2 separate regions of the Pan troglodytes genome follow, and region 1 is linked to region 2. The links are chromatin contacts, called in public capture Hi-C maps. All regions are on one chromosome and are shown on one strand. Each heading gives the region's core, a stretch centred on a gene start, on an enhancer-like site or on the middle of the called end of the contact. The rest is flanking DNA. Distances are from core to core; before and after follow the strand shown.

Region 1 (7,182 bases), core at 3,825-6,324, 910 kb before region 2:
ATGGCAGTGTGTGGGTTATTTGCTGTCAGTGAAATTATCAAAGGCATTTTTCAGCTGGGGCACCAGGAAAACATATGCTTCAATGCCAACTAAAACAATAATGAGGAAATGTTATGATCAGTCTTGACCAGATGACCCTGCCCATTTTAGATTAGTTCTTAATTTCAGCACAAGGGTCATCCTGTGAATTCTTACAATAAGTCACTGCTCACCACTCACATGAAAAAGATGTGACTTATTAGAAAACTCACTGTACTCATTGCAGTTAATGAGATGTGGAAAGCTTTGTAATTTGATTTGCTGGGCCATATGCTGTAAAGGGATACTGCTGATTTCATTCCTCCGTATTTAATTTAAGCTGTATGCAATACCTTCTTCATATGGCTACTTATATAATAAAAATTAACTTGGGGTATAAAAAATACACCATTGTGGGGTTTATGACTTGGTGTGGTTCAGTTTCAAGTGTTTTGCATGGAAACATCTGTAAGTAATGTGTGCGGGTCTAATTTTAAATCCCGCCAAATATTTTCCATTTAACATTTGGTTTAACTGACAGGCTTGCAGAGGTGGTTTTCAGAATTGTCGGTAACAGATATGTACAGTATTCCCAAGGCCGTAGCCTTTTTTTTTTAAAGGAAGATAGTAATTCAAACTTGTTTTTTTTTTAAATTTTTTAATGTTTACATTTCAGTAGATACAAATAGCAGTTCAGAATATGGCTACTCCTGTCCCTTGAAGACCCAGCTGCAGTTTAATCTATTACCCCCTAAAAAGAGTTACCTTGGTTTTGACTTTTGCTTCAACATCTGCGAGCTAGGACACCTGAGGCTGATTGGGAAGGTTGACTGTGGGAACGGGACCCTTCAGGACAGGGTCATGCCTCCACAGTGGAGAGACAGGGAGGGAGAGAAGACGGTAGGACTGAGAAGGGGGGCAATGTCCAGGGAGGTCTGAGCCTCCAGAGAGGCTCCGAGAATCCACATTCGGACTATTTTCCTACCGTTTAAAAATAAGTCTCACCTAACTCTTAGGAGAGGCCCAGGCCCCCTGAACTATCCCGATCTGCTCAGAAGCTGAGCTGTAAAACCATAAAACAGAACCTCTCCTTTCTCTACTGGGTAGGATTGCCAGATAAAATAGAAGGCCCCGAGTTAAATGTGAATTTCAGATAGACCACAAATATGTTTTAGTACAAACATATCCCTTGCAATATTTGGGACATACTTATACTAAAAACGTATTTGTGGTTTATCTGAATTCAATCTTAACTGGGCATCTTGTATTTTTACTTGCTAAATCCGGCGACTCTACCGCCGGGGTCGGACGTTGTTTGCTGACTGCATTCTATTCGTGGCCGCGGAGGCCTTATTTCAGGTTGTTTGATTCCGGTGGCTGACAATATGAAACAGCTTGAACAGGCAGGCCGGTGGGCAGAAGCCATAAATAGCCACCTCGGGGGCCCCCCTGGTCGCTGGGAGCGCCACGCTGCTCTGTTAATAAACATACGCTCGCTGGAGTCCTCATCCTGGGGCTCGCGGAAGCGCTGACTCAGCACCGGGGCAGGGAGGATGCGGGGACCCCCAGAAACATAATTAAACTGTTTCCATGACTGACTTGAAAATAAAATTGTGTGTGGGAAGAGAAACTTGAGGGGGAAGTTAAACAACAAATGGAGAGGTGTGGAGTGAAACCTCAGGGAAACTGTTGGTTTTGCTTCAAGGGAATTGAATTGTGAAACTTGCAGTTGTGAAATTTCACTCGGTTGATTCTTGTGAGAACCGAAGTTTGTTTTAATTGTCAATTAAAGCGAATGGTGCTTGGGTCCCTGGGATCCAGGGAACCTCAGGGCGGTGCTCGCCTCTGCCCGGCAGCGAGAGAGGGACCCGGTGCGGGCCCGATGACAGGGTCGACCGCTGGGGGTCAGGATAAGCTTGCAGAGTGGCCCCGCCGCGGTCCTGAACTTTCTCGGGAGGGGAAGGCGGCTGTGTACAGAACAGCACGCCCTGGGAAGCAAAGGCCTGTCGGAGAAGTTGATGAAAGATGCACCTTAGGTGTCCCCGAGCAGGGCCGCCGGCCTCCCCAGAGGTTTCCTTGGCAGCCCTTATTTGTAAGGCAAATCCAGGCCCGCGCACACGTTGCTCGAATGTCAGGTACTAAATTGCCTTTATGAGAGTCGAGCAGGCTTGCCGATGACAACACTCTGATAACAAAAGAAGTGTGGCCTCGTTGAAGATTTTATGTAAAAGGAAATGATTCATTTGAATTCAGAAGGAGCCTTAAAACAGGGCAGAGACAGCCAAACCCTAGATTTTCTGCCTTATGACTTGTTTCTTAAACTTGTTAAAGAAAAAAGGGGAGAAAATTTAAACAAGAAAAGCTACCCCAAATCGCCAACCAAGGTTTAGATTTTCGTGGGTTGCTATTTTCTTCAGATCAAGGTTGCCTTCTTGTTAACCCGAGACTGCAGCCGCAGAAAATTAGATTCCCCCCACTCAGGGATTAACCACATAGAACAGTTAGGGAATGTGGAGGTCTGGAGAGACTTGAGATCAACGAGTTCGAAACGTTTGAAAGAAAAAAATCTTCAGTGGTTTGAGAGCTTCACTAAGATACTTTAAAAAAAAATCAAAATTGCTCTTATTTAAGAGCTTTGGAGATCCAAATATAAGTCCCTTTTCTTTTGCCAAGAAGGCCCTTATTCATTTTGTGTGTCTTTAATGCTCAAAAGAGATGCTGGGATTCCTAGTCAATTCCTAAACAGGAGTCTGACAACCAACTATATGATTTTTTTTGCAAAGACCTTTTTTTTTCCTTAAAGCTTCAAATTTCTGTTCCTTTTGATGATGATATGTTGAAGAAGGAATCAGTGCCTTTCTCAGTAAGTGAATGACAGAAAGCCCTTATATCTTTCGAGTGGGCCAGCGTTTGGGTGGCAGGGCTGCTTGGATGGGGAGCGATGTGACAGGGCTCTTGGACAAACTGCTCCTTGGCTTAGGGATGGTTTATTCTGAACATTCATTCATTCACTTATTCAACCAGTGTTTATTAAGCATTCACGGCCTCTGTGCAGGGCTAGGTGTGAGGGCTACAATGTCTAATAACACAGAGTCGTGGTCTCACCCTCCAGGAGTTTGCAGTCTGCTGGGGAAGCCAACAACATGAGAAGGTTATTCTGCTCTACTGGAAAAGGCACTGATCTTGTCCTCTCTTTTTCTTCCAGAAGGAAGAAAAAAACCCAGATTGGTCAACACAGTTTTATAAACAAGTGGTACTTTAGCAACAGCAACCAAAGTCCTATTTAATTAGCCAGTGGAAGGTATCCATCTGTGATGGCCAACTGTTTCCTTTTTCCAAGGGGCTCATCTTCTCCTTTGGTGACCCAAAATGCCTTTTACTTTGAGCCACACCCTCTGCCTGAAATCCTGCAGGATAAAATGGGGATGGAGGTAGAAAGCAAGTGGATCACTTGGTACTGTCTGACTTGATAACCAGCTGTTGACTGGCCTGCCATGGCTTCACTACAAGAATGGGGAAACTGTTCTTTTACTTCTGGAAGAAGGAGAAGCCAGAAGTTTATTTAATCTTTTCTAGGCAACTTATTTTATTGCATTTTTAATTTCCTCTCCTGCATTAACATGACCCTTTTCACTGGCTTCCCACGCCTGGTACTTAATTACTTATCATTAGCAATGTACACGGGGGCCTTGCTGCATATTTATAAATGTGATCATTAGTACATGGAAAGACAAAGGCTTCTTTAAGACTGTCATTAGTTATTCTGTTTTCATGGAAATGTTCATTAGGAGAAACTACCCACCTGGTTAAATAATTATAATTAAGAATTGGTAATCTCCTTTGCATTTTTAACTTGATCTTCCGTCTGTTTGTGTGAAGCTAAACAAGCCTTATTTGGCAAGTATTCTATCTTTCATTTTCACAAGAATTGTCAACAAATACGTACTCTTTGTTTTTAACCTATAGGTGCTGACTGATTTGCAGCATGATAAATATAATTTTTGTAATTCAGCAGTTAATCTCCAAACACGTTAACCAGCTGTGGAATGGTGAGTCAGTGAATGGAGTTAAAGGATCTCTGGTTGATTTTATTTTCTGGACTTTAGTCAGTGGTGCAAATTGGACTCCAGGCTCCCAGTCAAACTTTGCAAAGGGTCCCCTTTAACTCTTCGACCACAGAGACACCACGCTGGGTGGCCACTGGCCACTGCTCCTTTGGGTGTGCCAGGCAAGACAAGTGGCAGTTGGATGGCCCGAGTCTTTGTGTGTCAGCATCTGAGTCTTTATGTGTTTGTGACTAGGGGTAACCACAGCAGTGTCATAGCTGTGGCCCTGCCAATGGCTAGGCAAATAGAGTCCACAAGCACTGTTTGAATTGCTAGCAAATGGTCATGCGGCTCGTACGTGGTTACGTGTCAGCTGAGCTGAAACAAACGAGGTGACAAAAACACAATAAAGGAAGCTCGGTTATGCTGCCGCCCACTCCCCTCTGCCCAGACTGGTTCAAGCCGCCACCCTGGACTGATGAGAATATGCCAGGGATAAACCACAACTGTGGGAAACGCTGGGTGGGGGCATAAATATCATCTGTAAACAATTAGGCAGCCACTGCTCATTCAATGCCGTTTTGAGAAGCTAAGGAAGTCTGCAATCAGTTATATCTCCAATTACCATAAAAATATATTAGCCATTCATTCATTTATTAATGATTCATCAGTTAACCACACATAATGAGCAAATAATTAGCAGTGCTGTACGGTTGCCAAAATTGAAGAAGTGTTGGCATTTTAAAGATGAAAGGTTGAATTTATGCAAAAGTCTGGTGATGATAAAGTTAATATGGAAGATAATTATAAAAGTGGCTGTCCTCTATTACAGGCTGAGGTACCACAAAACTTGCCTAATTGAACTGAAATTAATATTCTTCCAAAGTCTGTGTGTTGCCACACACAAACTGCTGAATTTCTCTTGAAGATCTCCCTTCAGTAAGGTGCACCGCACAATACAAGTTAATAAAATGCCAGACAGCTAGACTGTGTTCTTTGTTTGCTTGGTTCAGGGCCTCGTGGAAAACAATAAATTGCATTCATGTCAGCTGAGGCCCATCCCTTTGCTAATTACCGTTTGGTGCTGAAATGACTTCTGTGAAATTGGGAGCATGAGGAAACATACAGCCATACAAGGGAGGCTTTTCAGAGTTTTGCAGTAAATGTGAGATAGGCCTCAGGCACACAGATGTTAAAACAGCGAATTCCCCCACAGATTACACTAATGGAAACCCTGTCAGGGTAAGTCAAATCCGGGTCTGTGGTCAAAATCTAATTAAGGTTTCTGTACTTAAAAAGAATATGAATGCCTGGGGGTGGCGATGAATGTATAAGAAACTCACTTGTTTGTAAAATTGTTAGCATGAATAGTAAGTACCGTGGGGCTGTTACCTGCAATGTAACACCTGTTTTCTGAGGCTTTGCTGAATGTCTCAGGATGGGTTATTTCAGAGGTCAGCAAACTAGGCTCAGGCCATGGCAGCCTCCCATCTTTGGGGCCTGGTGCAAGGCATGGTTTGAGGTCACAGATGCAAATGGATCCCTTAGAAGTTTCCCTGGAATCCCAAAGGATGCTTTACTTTGCCACATGAAAACCACCCCAGATGATCCTGCCCAACTGCCTGGCGCCACTGAGGAAATAGTTCTTGCCGAGGGTGTTGGACTGGCCAAATCTCCCCTACTGGGGAAACAAAGGGTCGTCTGCTCCCGGCTCGCCCTCCAGCCTGTCGGGACTGCCTCCTGGAACAGCTGCAGCGTGCAGGCGCAGCCCTGCTTCTAATAGAGGAAATGAATTTATAATGCTGCAGTCTCTTCATTTTCACCCAGCACAAATTTCCCCTTAAATACTTAAAAACAACACCCAGAGCTGGATATACCTTAAATTTCCAATAAATGAAACCTTAATCCAGTCTGTTGCTGAGTCTGAGCTGTTATTAAAGAAATAAATTTGAAACAGCAAGTGGTTTGAGAATTTTTGAATTTAATTATTTAAATCTACTTAGGGCAACTCTCACGCGCTATTTCAGTTTCCCATGGAGAACATGAATTCTGGGAAAGGTATCCCACGCAGGGCCCTGGAAATATTAACTTTCATGTACAACTGTGGGCTCAGCCATAGACAGACTGTGCCACCCTCCTCCCCGGAAGAGCAGAAGAAAGAAACTCAGATTTCTTTTTCTGTATGATCCAGCCAAGAGATACAGGATATATTTTTCAAAGAACGAGGGAAGCCAAGTCCTCTTCTTTCAAGTTCTGCGGGCCTCTTCAGATGCACTGTTTACATGGAGTTCGTTTGAAGCTCTTTGGAGAGCGGCAGTTCATACAGTCATTCACTGAGCAACGTTAGGGAGCAAAAGGTAAAGAGAAAGTGTAACCTGTATGATTTAAGTGGCCGACAGCTAATTTAGGGTGTACTCTGGCCTCGTGAGTGTCTGGAGCCTGATTTTTGACATTTGTGAAAATGGACCATCTGCTGTGACTGTCCCAAGGGTGATAGCACCAGGCTTGGGCTGGAGCCCCTGAGACTTTTGGTGCCACTTCAGTCTTCAGGCTTGGAGAGAGTCTGCTTTCATGATTAGAGACAGATGACACCCTGGCCTTAGTTCTGAGAGCGCAGGATACCTTCCAGATATTAGCAATTGAGATTTTTAATGGCATCCACATTGGGATGTGGGCGGGGTAGAAGGTGAACAATTTAGGCACACACTCGTAAGTGTCTCCTTCCCCAGTTCACCGGGACTTTGCTATGGCACAAGATGGCTTTGTTTTGGACCCTGTACAAGTTGGTTAAATTACCAGATACCTGTGAAGCATCTCACTAGAGCATGATCTCACCAACACAGTGAGACCCCAAGACCTGAGTCAGAGAGATGCTCAATATCCAATTTGTTTCTCTTTTGTGCTAGCCATTTGATAGTAGTTGGGACCTCAGAGCCGCCAAGTGGAACTTTCCCACACCCAACCCAGACTACCAAGAGGATATTGACTTGGAGTGATTTCTAGATCCAGAGTTCTATTTTTCCTTCCAATATAAAAATCTTCATAGAAGCCAAAAGTCTTTAAGAAAAGAGCAGCTCTTAGTGTGGGGCCCGTCTCAGCCTGTACCTTGTAACCAGTA
Region 2 (7,485 bases), core at 1,279-3,778:
AATCAACCTTTACCAAACTCACTGAGTTCATTTTTCCCTCCTTTGCACCAGATTGAGAGAATATTAACAGGCCCTAGCAGAATCTTTATGCTAAGAAGAAGGGAAGAACTTGCTTTTTTGCCCTCTGTACAAGAAGAGAAGGACTGAACGATGGTCTACAAGGGAAGCTTGGTGTCAGATGTAGCAGAGGAGCATATATACGTGAGACAATTGTACCACATACACGATAGCAGGCCTTATTCTTTTCTGATGTGCAGTTCTTTATCCAGAGGATGCGGGCATCTGTGGCACAGGCCAGTAACAAATCAAAGTGGAGCTACTGAGCTTACCCTGAGTGGGAGGCATCAAGATTGATAGTGTGATGTCTGTGAGTGAGAGGTGCTGAAGGCTGATGGGGTGGTGAAAGGAGCTGATATATTTAGATTACTTTACATGTTATTGTTCAATGCAAAGCCCTTCACGTGTGTTAGAGAGTAATAGTTTCTCTTCTTTTAATGATCTTTTAGTAGGAGAATGGACCAGATGACCTCTATAGGTGTCTCTCCACAGGGTAAGTCCAAGTTCTATATTCTTAGTAAAGGTTTGCCTCTCTAGGCCTTATATGTGAAACAACAGACTTGTTTGATGAGTTGTCTGCTCTCAGGGAGTTTACAATCTATTGCTGGGATAAGAATGCAAACAAGAAATTTCTCAAAAGCAATATCTGTCACTATGAAAAAAGAACAAAATATATTACAAGGAGATGTTTGTCACTTTGGTTTATTACTGTATTTCCAGTATCTCAGATAGTACCAATCACATTGTAGGTGTCCTATAAATATATTTGAATGGATGAATGAATGAGTGATTTCACACAAAATGTATTTAAGTCAAGATTAGAAGTTCCCAAACTGAATAGGTTTGCTCTCAAAAGATTACATACTGTATGATTCAGTTCATATAACACTATTGAAATAACACAATTATAGAAATTGTGAATGGATTACTGATTGCCAGGATTAGGCAGGGAAGGTGACTGTGGCTATATGAGGGTATTACAAGAGAAGTAGGGAGATGACTATGGCTATATGAGGGTATTACAAGAGATCCTTGTGATGGAATTATTCTGTATCTTGATTGTGGTGGTAGTCACACAGATTTATACATGTGATAAAATTCCATAGAACTAAACGCATACACAAATGCATGTAAAACTGGTGAAATCTGAGTAATGTTGATAGAGTGTGTCAATGTCAATATTTTCTTTGTGATTTTGTGCCATAGTTATATAAAATATTAAAACTGAATGACACTGGGTGAATAATATGGTTTGGCTGTGTCCCCAACCAAATCTCATCTTGAATTGTAGTTCACATAATCCCCACATGCCGTGGGAGGGACCCGGTGGGAGGTAACTGAATCATGGAGGCAGCTAACCTCATGTTATTCTCCTGATAGTGAGTGAATTCTCACGAGATCTGATGGTTTTATAAGGGGCTTTTCCCCTTTTTGCTCAGTACTTCTCCTTGCTGCCACCATATGAAGAATGATGTGTTTGAAGCTTCCCCTTCCGCCACGATTATAAGTTTCCTGAGGCCTCCCCAGCCATGCTGAACTGCGAGTCGATTGAACCTCTTTCCTTTATAAATTATAAGTCTTGGGTATGTCTTTATTAGCAGTGGGAGAACAGACTAATACAATGAAGGATATACAAGCTCTCTCTGCATTATTTCTTATAATTGTAGATGAATCTACAATTATTTCAAAATAAAAATTTAGACACAATATCTGAATTGGTTTATTGGAGAAGGGTTCATGGAGAAGTGGGAATGAACTTGGCTTTGAAAAAATGGCAGGATTTGGATAGGAAGCGAGAAAAGTGCTTGGATGGTGTGGTGAATGGGCTAGAGAGTAGGCTATAAGAATCTCAAAGGAACAGTCATCCATGTGAATATGGAAGAAGCTGGCAGCATGGTTAATTTGGTGGCATGGTTTTTAGTAGCAAAAGTAGGAATTTTGAAGTTCAATCTCCCTCACCCTGTTGGCCAGTTCCTACACTGTCCTCTGTATGATGGCAGCAAACTCTCTAATCTCCGAATGTAGGGTTCCTCACTTGCATCACAGAGGGCATGATACTTTCTTGACAGTGATAGGAATATTAAACAAGCCAATGCATGTCAAGGGTCCAGCTCAGATTTTGGTTCATGATAGATATTTAGCAAATACAGATTCCTTTCTCCTGCCCTTAGACAAAGTCCTACAGGTAAAGCTAGGGTTCTTAGGTCAATCTCGAGGCAGGTTATCACACATTCGTAGCACTGCTCAGTGCTGGGGAAGCTGCATAATGGAGCAATGCCAGGAGGAGAAGCCTGTCACCCATTAGCCCTAAGCCACAGCAGAAGCCCAGTGTGGGCAGAGAATATGAGCGGGTGACGAGAAGTACCTTCAGTCTCTGGACTGGAAGGCACACCTGGCCTTGTGAGAGGAGAAAGACAAAGTTCTCAGAGCAGCCTGTCACAGCCAGAAGCTGTGACCACTGCTGCCTCTGCTTATGCTGCACAAGGCAAGGAAATAAAGCCAGGATGTCTTCTGGGCAGTGGCGGTGTGTCTATGCTGAGCCCAGGGCAGAGCTTCATTCCTTGTGCCCTGCACACGTCAGCCAGGATGGGAGCTGCTGGGAAAGCCAGCTGGCCGCATAAGGAGATTCCCCTTCAGCAACAGCAACAGCAGCAGCCGCAAGAACAAAACAGAAAACTTTTAAATAAAATGTTTGCTCACATACCAACAATTTTCTTAAATCTACATGGAAGATTAGTACCAATTTGGAGACAGATGAAAGATCTAAAATAATAACTTTCCAAGGAGTGTTTCTCCCTCATTTTCTCTAATTTCAAAATTCAAAATGATTACCATTTTAAAATCTTGGTTTGTGTGTGCGTGTGTATGTGTGTGTTTCCATGTGTATGTATGTGTGTGTTTTGTCTACAGTGAGTATTAGTACATTTTCTGCTATTTTCCTTCAAAGAAGAAAAACAGATTGGAGAGACGAAACTCTAAGCTGACAATATATAGTTTTGTAAATACAACATGTAATGATACAAGCATTTACCAACAGGCATTAGCTGTAACAATATGAATTCCATGGCTGAGCAGCATAAAACATATTTAGAGCCATTGCTCTACAGCATGCTACTGATGTCGTAGGATTGTGTTTATTGAGATGTACGGTGAAACCTAAGGAGCTGCTTGCACACAAGAAAGGAATCTAAATTGACTTCTCCAAATTTCTGCTGCTTTCAGGTAATAAAAATCTAACACTCTGGACTCTAAACAAAATCTTTGTCAAAATGAACGGTTAGTTTGAGATCTGGTCAGAAATGTCAGGCTAAGAAAATAAATCAACATTTTTTGTGACGGTGGTAGTGGGTTTTTCTGTTGTGGTGGTGATTTTATTTTTGTATAGTTCCATTTGTTTTCTGTTTTCACTGCTATTGATACATCAGGCATCCAGTCATGAAAAACAATGTCCATGTCACTAAAATGGCCTCCAGGCATTCAGTATATCTACATTGGGGTTAAACATCTGTGTGAAGATGTGACAGCACACCCTATAAAAGGTATTATTGAGTAATATAGACTTTCTGTAATAACCAAACAGTAAAGCATATAGCTTTTTAAAGGTGTCCCCATGGCTGATCTCATGACTCAAAGATAAGACACTGTGCTGCAAGCTAAGTAATAAAATCTCGAGGATACTCTGGGCTAGCTTGTGACAAATCATATCAAAGTATTATTAAAGAAAGAACTTGAGACCCAAGACTATTATTGATTCTTGACAGAATTTCTTATAAATAAAGTGTTGCAATCAGGTCCCCGACTTGCCAAGGTCCTGGTAGAATTCTTCCTATTATAGGGGAGGCTGCAAAATAGTAACGCTCCATTAGTGAGAGACGAAAGCCTCTGTGTGCAGCACCACAAGGATGGGTCATGGTCAAAAGAGAGCCAATAAGAACACAATTTCCAAAGGCCTTTTAAGGCCCTCTTTGCTGATCCCTTTTTGAAATGGGTAAAGCTGCCTCTGAGCTTCAACGCAAAGCAGCCTGTGCCCTGACTGTGTTCACAGAATGAATCTGTGACCCTTCAGAGCACTAAGGACTCACCTCCATTAGTGTCCATATTCTTACAGGGAAGAGGTTGATACAGTCAACTGAAATGACAGGGTGATAAATATAAAACCACTATCATCAATAAGACTGGAATGTAAAAGCACTTAGTTTCAGCCTAAGTAACTCACAGAAAGTTTGGTTTCAAGAACCAATGCGTCATCCATCACTACTCTACCTTCTGTTGACAAAGTAATTGTACGATATCTAGAATGGAGGTTCAATATGAGCTGACATTTTTGAAAGGAGGAATTGTGTGCCGTACTTACTCATTAAATGTATTTTTCCTCTACTAAAGATGTTTCCTTTTTTAGTTTATGTATGAATAACTTTAACTAAAGTTCCCTTGACACTCTGACTTTGCTCTGAATAGCACCTATGTTCATTAACATAAAACCTGAAAGAAAATAATTTTAATGTAGTTTTTTTAACACTTCAAAAGCCTCTAACAAATTGATCGAGCACAATTATGCATTCTAAAGGGAATTATAAAGAGATCATAGAAGGTTGAAAAGTTCTAGTTAAAAAAATAAAAAAGAAAAACTTTGGGGTGATAAAGAAAAGAAAAATAGGCAGTTAATGTGAAACTACAAGACACATGAATAAAAGTAAACTTTGAATTTGTAGGTGTTTTTTACTTTTCTATAAATGCAGTGTTTGCAGAGAAGAATAAACAAGAACCCACACCAGGATAAGGCTCAGATAATTTGACAGAATAAGGTATATATTATTCAAATGTATGAACTTTGGAGTCAGACAGACCTGGGTTTGAATTTCTGCTCTGCCACTTACCTGCACGATCATGAGCAAATTATTTTTTTCTAAAACTCAGTTTCTTCATTTGTAACCAATGTGAGGATTAAATAATACTTTTTTGTGCTTTTAAAAAATGTATTATTTAATTGTTAAGCACTTAACGTTGCTTTATACACACGAGGCATCTAACAATTTGGTCCTCCCAATTCCCAAACCAAGCAAATCATGAGATGATTAGCTCTCTCTCTTAAATCTTACAGAACTTTTTTGAAAGAAGTAATTGTCCTCATTAAAGTTCCAGGGTAGGAATAAGACAAACTCTGTTCTGAGGTGGTTGCGTCAACTCAGGCTTAAATTTCTACCCCTGTTTAATGGCAAGTGGAGCATTCTTGGCATTTCCTTGATCCATATATTTTTCTCGATCCTATTGCTTTTTGTAAAGTTTAGCTAAATCCCACCTACTCCAAGGAGCCATTCCAGATTCTTCCAGTTTGATTCCCACTTCTCCAGTGGGATATTGTTGGACCTAATTTCCATTATATAGTGAGGTCTTAGAGGGTAAGAGCCCTGTCTGGTGTGCCTTTGTCCTCACAGTACCTAGCCTTGGCCTTTGCTAATGATGAACACTCAAGAAATACACCTTGAATGTCTACTGATATGCTATCTTATAAGACCAAGTTAGGGATAAAGTCCCAGAACTTGAAATAAAATCCCTAATTCCCAGATGAACCATGCCCCTAGCTCTTTCTTCATTCTGCAGATGTAGTCATTGTGATCACCATACCGAGTCACTGAAATTCAGGCAGCCAATCAAAACCATTTACTGAGCCCCAAAGTGTTGTAAGTAAGGGATATGCAAGATAAATAAAAAGCTGTACACCAACCTTTGAGAAACTTACTATCTTGCTAAGAAAATATACATGAGGGGGATGTTAAAAACACACCACCACCATATGTAGGTTATAAATCTTAGGCTGCCAGGCAATAAACCTCAGCGGATATGGTCCCCCATTGCCCCGGGCCATTGTATACAAGTTATAGTACAGAGAGTGTATCAGTAAAACTATATTGGACCTGTTGCTCTGCATGCGTTTAGATTTATATTTAGCTCGAAAGTCCAGGCAAGCAGGACAAATCTCCTCTCTTTTTTTTAAATTACAGCCTTCCTAGTGGTTACAGACATGAGTGCTGGAGACAGTCTGCCTTGGTCAGCATCTCAGTTCCCTTTTTCACTTGTTTGGCCTTGGACAAGTCACTTAACTTCTTGATCTATCACTTTCCTCATCTGTAAAATGGGAGTAAAAATCGGATGTTCCTCATAGCATTTTGGGGTTGATTAATTTGGTAAATTCAAGTCAAGCACTTACAACATTACCTGTCACACAGTGAGCACTTAATACGCACTGTTTATCATTAATTGTTTCTTGGAAGCAGCGCATTTTGGCAAGAACACTGTTCACTAAGGCTGTTGATTCCATGGCAAAATTTATTCTCCAAAATTGAAAAACTTATCCTAGGCCTTATTGCTGGTTGGATTTTTCTTGCTTATTGATGAAAATTGCAAGGAAATAAAGAAGAGTGAGACAGGAGGGGCTAAAAGTTGTGACCCTTAGAAATTTCATGAGAAGTGTAAAATGGAGCAATGAAGAGAGTGGTGATACCATAGAGGTTGTCCATCATTTGTCTGAGAGAAGGGGGAGAGCAGTTAACTGTAAACCTCAGGCATATGTTGATCTTGCAGTTTTAACAGTTTGCCAGTACTTGACATGCACATACCTATATACTTCCAAAAAATCCTCATTACAACTTTTATTATCTCCATTTTGGAATTTAGAATATGGAGACTCCGGGAATTTAGGTGACTTGTCCAAGGTGAGACAAACAGCATGTGTTGAGTCCAGTATTGGCTTCTGTCTAACTCCAAACCCTTTAGTCTTGCAAAGACACTCTTATAAAATAGTTCAAGTAGAAGAAGAATCACTTTACCATGAATTAAATTTAGGGCCTACCTTTCACCCTGCACATAGGTTACAGCCACCAGTAAATTTCTCCTGAAATCTAGAAAGCAACTGGCTTTAAACAGAATCCAGTGTATATATCATTTGTACAAAGTGGAGAACCTTTGATTCTTAACCTTGAAACTTCCTCTGCCCCAACACAACATTTAAGAGAAAAAAAGCAAATATTCTTTTGCTGTTTAGATGCTCTGTTGCCTGCCTTCTGCAGCAGCATTGAGGTCCCTGGAGCACCTGAACCCATTTATATTCCATCTGTTTCTTGCCTTCCTAAAGCAATTTTATTGTGCCCCAGAAGGCTTTGCTTCTCTCAGAGAGGGGAGAAGCACTCAAAGACATACAGCATGCACCAGAGACTTTGCAGGTAGGCAAGAAAGATAAACAGGTTCAAGAGCCAGGAACACAGATATCTGAGCCTGTAGCACTTAGACATGCATTGGCCTACCCGATTCTTGGCTGCAAGATTACCGCTCAAAGAGACCTGTACCTAGGTGTCCACTCTGTGGGGAGAAAGCTGAACTTTTCATATGGTGGGTGAAACTCAGAGTGCTACTAAGAGACAGAGAGGAGAA

Evidence for each region. Capture Hi-C pulls out chosen DNA fragments and counts their contacts.
Region 1: a contact with region 2 is called in a capture Hi-C map of stem cell-derived neural stem cells, with 6 times the contacts expected there. The contact joins two enhancer-like sites. A contact is called at or near these places in 1 of 7 Hi-C or Micro-C datasets (induced pluripotent stem cells) and 1 of 1 other capture datasets (stem cell-derived neural stem cells).

The regions. Positions count from the first base shown.
Region 1 is chr1:143,954,918-143,962,099 of NHGRI_mPanTro3-v2.0_pri, reverse strand. No RefSeq gene overlaps it. Among named protein-coding and RNA genes, the nearest start is that of LMO4, 170 kb to the right of the region's middle. Within about 2 kb of position 5,074, at least 9 of the 24 cell types and tissues checked have an H3K27ac peak or open chromatin away from gene starts, as enhancers often do. A contact at or near this core is called in stem cell-derived neural stem cells, where this site is marked.
Region 2 is chr1:143,039,159-143,046,643 of NHGRI_mPanTro3-v2.0_pri, reverse strand. The region is part of intron 1 of LOC134810836 (a long non-coding RNA gene); the gene reads right to left. Among named protein-coding and RNA genes, the nearest start is that of PKN2, 610 kb to the right of the region's middle. Within about 2 kb of position 2,528, at least 1 of the 24 cell types and tissues checked has an H3K27ac peak or open chromatin away from gene starts, as enhancers often do. A contact at or near this core is called in stem cell-derived neural stem cells, where this site is marked.